3 separate regions of the Sus scrofa genome follow, and regions 2 and 3 are each linked to region 1. A link is a contact called in public HiChIP or PLAC-seq data. All regions are on one chromosome and are shown on one strand. The core of a region is the stretch at or near the end of the contact, and the rest is flanking DNA. Distances in the headings are between cores, read along the strand shown.

What was found. HiChIP or PLAC-seq counts read pairs in DNA pulled down with a chosen protein or histone mark.
Region 2: an H3K27ac HiChIP or PLAC-seq map of alveolar macrophages shows a contact between it and region 1. The contact joins the enhancer-like site here to the promoter of MAN1A1 in region 1. A contact is called at or near these places in 2 of 5 promoter capture datasets (fetal liver and liver), 20 of 47 Hi-C or Micro-C datasets (adipocytes, alveolar macrophages, embryonic fibroblasts and 12 more) and 2 of 2 datasets of contacts at active chromatin or transcription factors (alveolar macrophages and skeletal muscle).
Region 3: a contact with region 1 is called in an H3K27ac HiChIP or PLAC-seq map of alveolar macrophages. The contact joins the enhancer-like site here to the promoter of MAN1A1 in region 1. A contact is called at or near these places in 1 of 5 promoter capture datasets (liver), 6 of 47 Hi-C or Micro-C datasets (alveolar macrophages, embryonic fibroblasts, fetal skeletal muscle and 2 more) and 1 of 2 datasets of contacts at active chromatin or transcription factors (alveolar macrophages).

What each region holds. Positions count from the first base shown.
Region 1 is chr1:42,728,421-42,731,799 of Sscrofa11.1, forward strand. MAN1A1 (mannosidase alpha class 1A member 1) reads left to right here and starts at 1,749. Exons shown (of 12, transcript NM_213885.1): 1 at 1,749-2,673. The coding sequence starts at 2,053.
Region 2 is chr1:42,921,872-42,925,250 of Sscrofa11.1, forward strand. No RefSeq gene overlaps it. Among named protein-coding and RNA genes, the nearest start is that of FAM184A, 80 kb to the right of the region's middle. Within about 2 kb of position 1,835, at least 21 of the 83 cell types and tissues checked have an H3K27ac peak or open chromatin away from gene starts, as enhancers often do. A contact at or near this core is called in alveolar macrophages, embryonic fibroblasts, liver and 3 more, where this site is marked.
Region 3 is chr1:42,899,194-42,902,572 of Sscrofa11.1, forward strand. No RefSeq gene overlaps it. Among named protein-coding and RNA genes, the nearest start is that of FAM184A, 100 kb to the right of the region's middle. Within about 2 kb of position 1,613, at least 3 of the 83 cell types and tissues checked have an H3K27ac peak or open chromatin away from gene starts, as enhancers often do. A contact at or near this core is called in alveolar macrophages, where this site is marked.

The sequences.
Region 1 (3,379 bases), core at 499-2,998:
TTACCCTGCTTGGATATGCTGCACTCTTCTGGGCATAGAATTTCAAAACAGTTATCAAAAACCAAGCCACACAGCTGGCTTTATCAAACAATAATATCCCATTAACAGAAGCTTTGGGTGTATGACTCATGTTACACAAAACAAATAATGAGGGTTAAAATGAATACTTAAATGAAAACTGTAATAAGGATTTTTTAAATTTTATATTTTTTCATACAGCTTAACACCTGAAAACAACTGTATTGTGGGCACCTTTCTGAGAGGTCTCAGCTGTTTCCTTTTCTTGAAGACAGCAAGCAGAAACAGAGCTAAAAATCATGTTTCCAGAGCGGGAAGGGTAAAGGATATGGGACAAGACTGCTACAAACTAGTTTCCAGAAGTGGGAAGTGGGAAATCAGGCAACTTTTTCCTCTCTGATAACCCTTATTTCAGAGCAACAGGGGAATTGCGAATAGATTTTGGAAAATAAGGCTGTCTTGAAAACAATTTCTGTTGGACCAAGTCCTTACTTCCCTGGAAGTAGTCAAATCCAAGACAATTTCAACAGTGCTGAAATTTATTACTTGAAGTTATGGCAGCATAAAACTGTCTTCTTTAAATGGAAAATATGACCAACTTGTATGAGGTAAATGAATTTTGAAAGTGGGAGTGGGTGGGGGAGCTACGCAACTTTTTTTTCTTTTTAAAGGGGGCGAGGATGCATAGGAAGACTCCCAAGCAGCCACAAAACCAGCAGGTCTCTTGGGATTTAGAGGATGTTCCACCAGAGAGCTCCAAAGCTGAGCTCAGAAGCTCTCCAATTCACAGCTCCTCATCGAGGGACTTTTGGGTTAACTGCAACGGAGCAATGGGGGAATCCCTCCCTTGGCAAAAAGAGGGTAACTGGAGGAAAGACGCGCTTCACACCGTTCAAATCTGGCAGTTCTCTGCAAGACCCCGTCCTTATTCGGCCTCCCTCCGGGCAGGTCCCGCACCACCAGGCGCAGGTCCGAGGGGGCCGCAGGGGGATCCCGCATCAGCCCAGGCACCTAACCCACACCCCTAGAGCAACCACCCCCTGGGGCCTCTGGCCCGAAACCCCCGCGGGATAAACTCGCCGACCTCGGGCCCCGCCCGCTGCCTCGCGCCTCCGGGCCCCGCGACCTCCCCACCCCCGGCCGGGCCCCTGCGAGGCTGCGCTTCCCGTAACTCCCCTCCCTGCACTGCCCCCTCCCCGCCTCGGCCCCGCCCCCGCGGGACCCTGAGCCGCGTGCGATTGGCCCTGCCGCGCCATCACTCTCCGGACGCGTCACCGCCCTCGTTTCCGACCGCCCAGAGACCGGCAGTGGTGGTAGTGCTCGCGGGGCCGCGGTGGAGGGCATAGTGCTGTCCTGCTCTCTCCCACTCGCCCGCGGGTCGGCGCGCTCGCCCAGCTGAGCAGCATCCAGGGCTGCGGGGCAGTCGGACTGCACGCTCAGCCTGAGAAGCAGAGACAGCTAGTCCTAGCTTCGGGATGGGGAGCCGGCGAAGTTGACGAGCCCACCACCCGCGCTGCGCCTCTCCTGTGCGGAGGCGCTCTGCCCTCTCCAGGAGGTGCCCGCGCACGGCCCTGCTCCAGGTGTGCGCGGGACACCCAGCCCCCGAGACCCGAAAACTTCACCCCAAGTCCAAAGAGTGGTTTCCGAGGGCGGTGCCGGGAGCCAGACTCCGAACTCCGTGAAGGGGGAACTGTCCTGGTGGCTCGCACGGCCGTCTGAGGGCGGAGACCGGTGGAAACTTTATCACCATCATCGTAATTACTACGTTTTACTGTTTCTCTCCCCGCAGGGGCTACAGCCAGAGGTCTGTCGCGCGTGTTTGTTTGCCAAAGGAGCCGCTTGGGGGAGAAGACTCGAAGGGGAGTTGTTCCCCAAGGGATACCTGCAGCCCAGGCAGGGGGTTTGGGCGGCCTGGATGCACAGGACCCAGCCCCGCAGCCGCTGACGCCGGGCGGCGGCGAAGTTTGGCTGCTGAGCGGCGCAGAGCAAGGCCACTGGACAGCGGGCAACCCTGCGGCCGTGGCAGCGGGAGCGATGCCGGTGGGGGGCCTGTTGCCACTCTTCAGCAGCCCGGCGGGCGGCGGCCTGGGCGGCGGCCTGGGTGGGGGGCTCGGCGGCGGCGGCGGCGGCGGCGGCAGAAAGGGGTCGGGCCCCTCCGCCTTCCGCCTGACGGAGAAGTTCGTGCTGCTGTTGGTGTTCAGCGCCTTCATCACGCTCTGCTTCGGAGCGATCTTCTTCCTGCCCGACTCTTCCAAGCTGCTCAGCGGGGTCCTGTTCCACTCCAGCCCCGCCCTGCAGCCAGCCGCTGACCACAAGCCGGGGCCCGGGGCGCGCGCCGAGGACGCGGCAGATGGGCGAGCCCGGCCCGGTGAAGAGGGCGCTCCCGGGGACCCCGCGGCCGCCCTAGAGGACAACTTGGCCAGGATCCGCGAAAACCACGAGCGAGCTTTGAGGGAAGCCAAGGAGACTCTGCAGAAGCTGCCCGAGGAGATCCAAAGAGATATCCTGATGGAGAAGGAGAAGGTGGCCCAGGACCAGATGAGTAACAGGATGGGGTTCAGGCTGCCCCCAGTGTACTTAGTACCCCTCATCGGGGCGATTGACCGGGAGCCGGCCGACGCCGCTGTCCGCGAGAAAAGGGCAAAGATCAAAGAGGTGAGTGCACCCAGGCTGGAAATTCTTCCGGACCTGCGATGTTTTTCTGGGAGAAACGACAAACCTTTGAAACTCATAAGACTGTAACATTACAATGTGGGGAGACATCGAGGTTTTCCACTTAACCTGGTGCAGTGTCAAAGGCTCTTTCGTTTTCCTTTCAGTATCATAGTAGATGTGGCCAATTATGATCCGAGGTTGAATCCCGTTGTTTTTAACTTGCATGCTCGGTGAGCATAAGCCACACAAGGTAGGTCTTAAATATATGGGTAGGTGCTGTGCAAACCTCTTTTACGGCCCAATACACGGTTAATCGTCGCTGAGAACAGTGGCAGTGAAGGTCCCAAACAGCCCCCCTAATAAAGCTTGGTCGTGGCTTTGAAATGAAGCTTGAATGTAAACGCGAAGCATCAATCACCCATGATAGAAAGATTCTAACAGCAAGCCAGCACACCCTGTTTCAGTCACGTGGCCGCATTCTGCCAGGTGGCGTCCTGTGTGTACTGACAGACTCCAAAGGTGAAACTTGAGAACTTCTATTATAGGGGCTACACTGTTGTTTACCTGTCAAAAAATGAAAAATATGAAAAGGCAGCCTATCCTCTCTTGCATTTCTGGTGTAGTCAGAGAAAGACTTTCATGTGATGCAACAGGTTTTCCACCAGAGCAGCACAATGATGACAAACTTAATCTAGGACAAACATAG
Region 2 (3,379 bases), core at 585-3,084, 190 kb after region 1:
TAATCAGGGATGTTTTCTGCTTTCACCTTTGCCTTGTATAAAAATCGTTCTTTATGCTTTGTTCAAGGTTTTTAAATGTTTTCAAAATCTAAACAGCAGCTTGATTGGAATCTGCTTTTGTATATTTAGTGCAGCAACACTGTCTTAGTTTTTTTTTTTTGGGGGGAGTGCTTTCAGAACAAAGTACCACAGATTGGGTGGCTTAACAAAAATGTATCACCTCACAGCTGTGGAAGCTAAAATTCTGAGATCAAGGTCTCTATGGGGTTGGTTCCTTCTGAGGACTGTGAGGAAGAATCTGTTCTGTGCCACTCTCCTGGCTCCTGGGGGTGTATTGGCCACATGTGGCATCCTTGGCTTATAATGCATCACCCCATCTCTCCCTTTATCTGCACTTGGCATTCTCCCTGTGTGAGCATCTTTGTCCAAATTTCCTCTTTTTGTGAGAATGCCAGTTGTCTCGGATTAAGGCCCTCCTAACGATGTCATCTTAACTGGACCATCTTCAAAGACCCTATTACTAAATAAGGGTCACCTTTTCAGGTACTGGGGATTAGGACTTGGGCATTACTGGGGGGACACAATTCAACCTACAGTCCGTGTATTACCTCGTTCAGTGTCGTAAGGGCCGTAATGGTCACTAGGATAAACTGGGACATGGAGGCTTGAAAAGATTTGTTTACCTTTTCCAAATTCATCTACTGCACAAAAATGGCAGAACGAGGGTTTGAATCTAACAGTTTGACTCAAACAACGATGCTCTTCATCACCATATGGGGTTTCCCAAGAGCATGAGGCACTTTCCCAGCATTTCAGTCACCAGACCATAGGTTATGCTCTGTGATCGTCCTATCTACTTGCAGGAGTGCTAGCTACTAATGATGGAACACCTAGGCATATGTACCTTATCTCACTGAATCCCCCCAAACAACCTCGGAAGTCATTTTCTCTTTACCCCGGTTCACAGAGACGCAGATTAAAGGTCAAAGACATTGAGAACTTTTGGCCAATGTCACAAATAAAGTAAGGATGGAGCCAGGATTCAGGTCATTCCCCTCCCCAACCTAGATCCTGAAGATGTATTTCTCCCACTGCGTTTTGCTGTCTTTGACACAGACCTCAAAGGACATTAGGATATCAATTGGCCACATAAAAAATAAGAAGTTCAAGTAAATCTTGCCCATGCTGTTTTTAAAAGTGAGCACAAAACAAATCTCAGTTCCTAAGAATTTGAATCACCCCAGGGAAGGTACAGGAACATAGCAAATGTTTGTGTGATTACTTGGGCAACCTTGCCTGTGCTATGTAAATATGTAATGACTAATCAGCCAGGGCAGCTGAGGGATTTTTCTAGATGTGGGCAGTTTTTTATTTGTGCATATTTGCCCAGCTACGCGTGTGAAAAGGGAGGAAAAAAAGACTTCTAGCTATTTAGCATAATCATGAACCAAAACAAAAGGAGAAATTATTTCACTCCTGCTTAGGTAAAACATTTTAATCTTTCTAAATCTCTGTGTGTGTATTTTTGGGTTCGTAGCAACTGGCAGACTATTTAGGACAGAAATGTACATGTACTGAGGGCAAAGAGAGCCTTGGGAGGTGAGGATGTGTGCTGAGAAAGGAGAGATGATGTTTGGCCAGTGACAAACAGAAACTCCATTGACAAGGAATAGTCCTTGGCAAAATAATATTAAGATTTTTCTGGAGGTTGTTTACCATTACTAGTTTTCAGTTTTCTGACGTTGACAAAAACGGAAAAACCCAGATCCTGACTCTCCGGAGCTTCTCACTTTGCCGACTCTGCAAGAGCATTGGCAGCTTTATAGCGCCATCATGTGGTCACTTGTCAATTTGTTCCAAAATTCCGCGGGAGCCCAGCCTGGCAAGGAGAGGGACTGATGCGCACAGGATTGTGTTGGGCGAGAACAGAGCTGGCTAGTCCTCTAACTGACACAGGCAGCAATAGGGTGGTGCTGGGGGAGGGGAAAGCCAGGGCTGAGAAGACCCTGGGGGCAGAGCAGGGGTGGGGCAAGAAGATACCGAGCAGCTGGACCTGACCGTGTAGACAGGCAGCAGCAAAGAGGAAATTGACCCACGGGGAGTCATCGTAATGCCGCCTTAGTCAGGATTGGATGAGGAAGTTTCTTGGAAGAATTTAAGCTTCCAGAGAAGGAGGAGGAAGTGGCTACAGTGGTGGTAATGATGGTGGCTGTGGTTGTGGTAATGGTAACGTAATGGTGATGGTGGTGGTGGTAGGGGACCCATTTTGAGGGCAGCTGAGGGAGGCAAGAGACATGAAACAGAGGCTGGCACTATTCCACAGGGTATCTCAGCACCTCTAATGAGAGTTTGGGGACCTTCTCCTATCCTGGTGAGAAACTGTATTTGATTTCCTGGGAAGGCAGTGGCCGTGATTTGGAAAGGGGAGGGGTGCTGCAAATGCAGGACTGGGGTGGCAGAGTACCTAAGCAAATTTTTGGCCTCTCCAAGTTGGATTTCCTCATTGTAAATTAGGGTGTTTGCTTCATGGAGCTGTTGTGGGGATGCAAGAAGATGATACAGAAAAGATTTAGCACGATGCCCAGCAATATTATAAACAGTACATGTTAGCCATCACTCTTACTCCTGCTATCATTGTTCTTAATATCATCATTTTGGACAAAATCTCCAATGTGTAACTCCTCCTAATAGCTGGTCCACATTTACCTGTGGACCAGAATCATGGTCATGAATACACAGCGTGATGTCTTTTTGACCAGACTTGCAGACTGTTAAAAATAAAAAGCCACAGGAGCTAGTCAATACAACTGTTGGGCCTTTCCTGCTAAACATTCCAGTCAGTGGGTCAGAGAGCCAAAGTATATCAATCACCTTGTGATTTGTAATTTTTGTATTGCCTGTCCTTTCCCAGCCCCTTGGTTCTCCCCGATATTTTTTTCTCCGGGCACGCACTGTATTAGTCAGTCTCAGCAGGAATCAGATGGACCCAAAGGAGTAACTGAAGGATCAGTGATAGAGCTGTTTATGGACATGAACCTGTACTTTCAAGTGCCAATAAAGGCTCCACTTGATCAGAAAAAGCAGTCCATCCGGTCATCCAATCCGCAGAATGCTAAACCAACTCGAGGCTCTATACTTATTTCCTCGTTCCTTGATTTTTCTTTTCTTTTCTTCAGCATGAGGAAGTTCCCCCGGCACCGGGGATCGAATCCAAGCTGCATCAGCGATGAAGCCCAATCCTTAATCTGCTGAACCACCAGGAAACCTCATCTTTGATCTTTCTAAACAAGGTCAGATCTGCAGCCCTGACCAATCATGCCCTGTCTCCAGGTTGCCGCTTCTAATACTCCAAACAACTTGCTCCTTGCTCAGGCTTAAA
Region 3 (3,379 bases), core at 363-2,862, 170 kb after region 1:
GCATATAAAGTATTAGAGCTCCATAGGAGTCTAGACAGCATTTAGTCCAACTCTCTTATTTTAAAAATGAGGAAACTGGGAAATTTTCCCAAGGTCAAGAAATGTTTTCTATTCTGTCTCTGTGCTACCAGACACAGGGATTTAGTAAGAATTATGCTTATAAGAAAGATCAATGTATGTGAGCATATGGTATATACAACCAGCCACTCCAAAATAAAGGTATAAATTCAGAATTCACCCTCAGAAATTGGTCCAAAGCTGTATTTCTCAAGGTGTGGGCTACAGTTTACCTATACCAGAACTAGTAAGTCTTGTTAAAAGGCAGATTGCAGACTATTACCCTAATTGAGCAAATCAAAAGTGGTAGGGGGAGGGGGGCCTGGAATATCCCTGTTTAATGAGAAAGTCATGACAAGCATATGTACCTTTTTCTGAATTTTTGTTTCTACTTCAAGGTTTAAGCACAACAGCAACTTGAAATATAATTTGGATCCCTTTGAAAATGTAGATTCATCCTTTTACAAAAGCATTTCTGAGCGGTAAGCCATACCCCTAAACCTCTTAGAAACAGATTTACATTGGATTTTTAAACAACTCTTTCTTATTGAGGGAATCTTATAAAGTATTAACTTCAATCACCTCTATTTTTATTCGGTAACTGTTTCATTTGCTTTCTTCTCCCAACAGTTGCTTTTAAAGTCAGTTCTCAAATTGCTCCTTCTGTTCTTGTTGAATTTTAACATGACTGTTACTTGCACAGGCTACACAGAATTCCTAGTTTGTCCACGTGTCATGTAACAATATGTTCTCAGAAATGACCTCTGAAAAGCACCTTCATTTCCACCCATTTCCCCTGTCTTGTGTTTTTACATTCATTGCAATGCTAATCATCAAAGATTTTTTAACTTGTCATTATTATGATCACTTTGAATCCCTTTAAAACATGCCATTACTTACAAGTAAATTTGTTTTACAGATCCTCTTAATTCCCCAGGGAATGTAAATTACTGTGAAAGCTTGGAAAATAGTGAATGTTCCTTGGTGGCTCAGCAGGGTAGGGATCTGGCAGTGTCACTGCTGTGGCTCAAGTTGCTGCTGTGGCACAGATTTGATCCCTGGCCCAGGAACTTCCACATGCCATGGGCATGGCCGAAAACAAACAAAGAAACAAACAAAGAAAACAGTGATAGATACATAACAACTTGTCCACATCCTGGGGTATTTTGGCCTTAGGCCGTGAGCACATATTAATTCATAATTCTGCAAAAAGGGCCATAACATATACTGATGTACAAATAACATTTTCAAAAATGACTGGAACCTGAGAGTTTTTTGTCTGTTTGTTTTTTGTTTGATTTTGTTTTGGTTTTTAACTCTCCTAGGAGAAGTAGATGAATGATCCTCTTACACAGAATCTTTAGGAACTGTGTAGGTTCCTGACTTTCAGCTCTTGTAGTTGTTGGCAGAAAGTAGAAACACATAGCGTAGAATCACCTCTCAGAGCAGGATGGGAGGTCACCATATCCAATTCCTAGGATAGGCACAGTGCTATTGGTTTCATTTCATGGCCATACCAGCTTCAGTATCTTGGCACCCATGGCCTCTATTCAGTACGTGACAGAAGAGGAAGCAACTTAAGTCTCTTCCTTCTTTGTGCAAAACCTCATCACCACTCTGACAGCCAATATAACACTTTTAACCTCACTAGTTAAATAAACCCTAAGTACATTTCACTGCTAGTCACACTCTTATCTGCTCTTTCTAAACTGATAACTTCCTGACTTAACATAGTCTTGGCCAGGAGCTGCAAAATTGTATACATTTTAAACACCACCATTAAAATAAAATCCCTCTAGCGTCTTTTCTTTAGATGATGCAGTAGAGAAGAGGTAGGAAATAGTACATTTGGGCCAATGGGAAGAAGACTTCATAAGAATCAAGACAACTGAGTTCCAAGCTTGGCTGTTATTAACTTCTGCATGATTTGGAAGAAGCCTTAGAAACTCCACATTTCAGTTTCCTCATCTATAAAATGAGAGGTGTGATCAGCACAAATAAGCAGCTGGACCATGCCTGCAATGATGTCTGTTGTGGATGCTGGAGCAGAAAACAGCAATATTCAAGTCAGAAATTTTCCATCCATGGACTAGAGACCACTGCATCCAAATTACAAGATATCAAGACCTGAGTTTTCTCATCAGTAAAACAGGAATAGTAAGATCCATGTCCTGAGAATTAAAATAGCTAATATACATACACGTTCTTAGCTCTGTACCTGGCAGGATTATGCCTTCAATCAGTAAATTCTAGCCCCTATTTCTAGCTATGTCCTACAAAAGAATCATCTCTTCTCTACCTTGGGGAGCCTCCAGCTTGTTTTGTTATGACAACACATTTGCTATTGTTTTGTTTGCTGTTTCCATCTACCCTAGGCGTTTTTGGATGCTGTCCTTCAATCAGACTGCTTCAAACACATGCTCATCTTCCAAGGTCAGAGTTTGGCTCTTATTTTCTGACCTGAGAACAGAAACATCAAGCTCTTTGTTCACTCCAGTAAGATGCATTAATTGAAGGCTTTTCCACTTACAATTTTATTGAAGAACAGGAATTTTTTTTTTTAGCGTTTACAGGAGAAAGGAAATAGGGATCAACCTGCATGATTGTTGCACTAGTAAGAACACCATTATCAACTGTGTCATTGATGTATTCAAATAATCCAGTGAAAATAAAACAGTGACTGCAAGTTAAGAACTGCTTTTAAATTGAAGTATAGTTTTGTTTGTATCCCAGAGTAGCTTTGGAAACCAACAAAATCAATTTTATGAACTAGGAAAGATTGCTGAAATAAACTTCTGAAACAGCCAGTACTACTTCCACAATCAGCTTACATGTTTGAAGATCACCTACAGTGAGTTAAAACTAACCACATCCAATGAAAACCTGTTGTTTTTACAGCACTGAGAACATGAGTTATGTGAGAAAGAGGCTTCCTTTTTCTTCTGGTTCCTAGCCCACCCCTCAGTGAGGGGAGACTAATGACTTTGGAAGAGAGGCTTGCAGTTCTGCCCCAGATTCTGCATAACAAGTACCCCAGCTCCCCTTCCTTCCCTGGGCCACAACCCCATTGGCCTTCACTTTTCTGTGCTTTACCTGAAGTGGGCCTCCCTGATTGTCTTCTACTCTTCTTGCAAAATATCTACTCTTCCTTTAAGTGTCAGTTTACATGTCTGTGATCTATCTTCTTCTCTCTTCCCCCAATTTGTTCTTGCTTCACGGGGTCTCCCTAGAACTTTATGCAAAGTCCTGTTCACATGCTTCACACTCTAGTAGCATTATTTGTTAGCTCGTTCATTCATTTCACAAATATTTATTAAGCAAT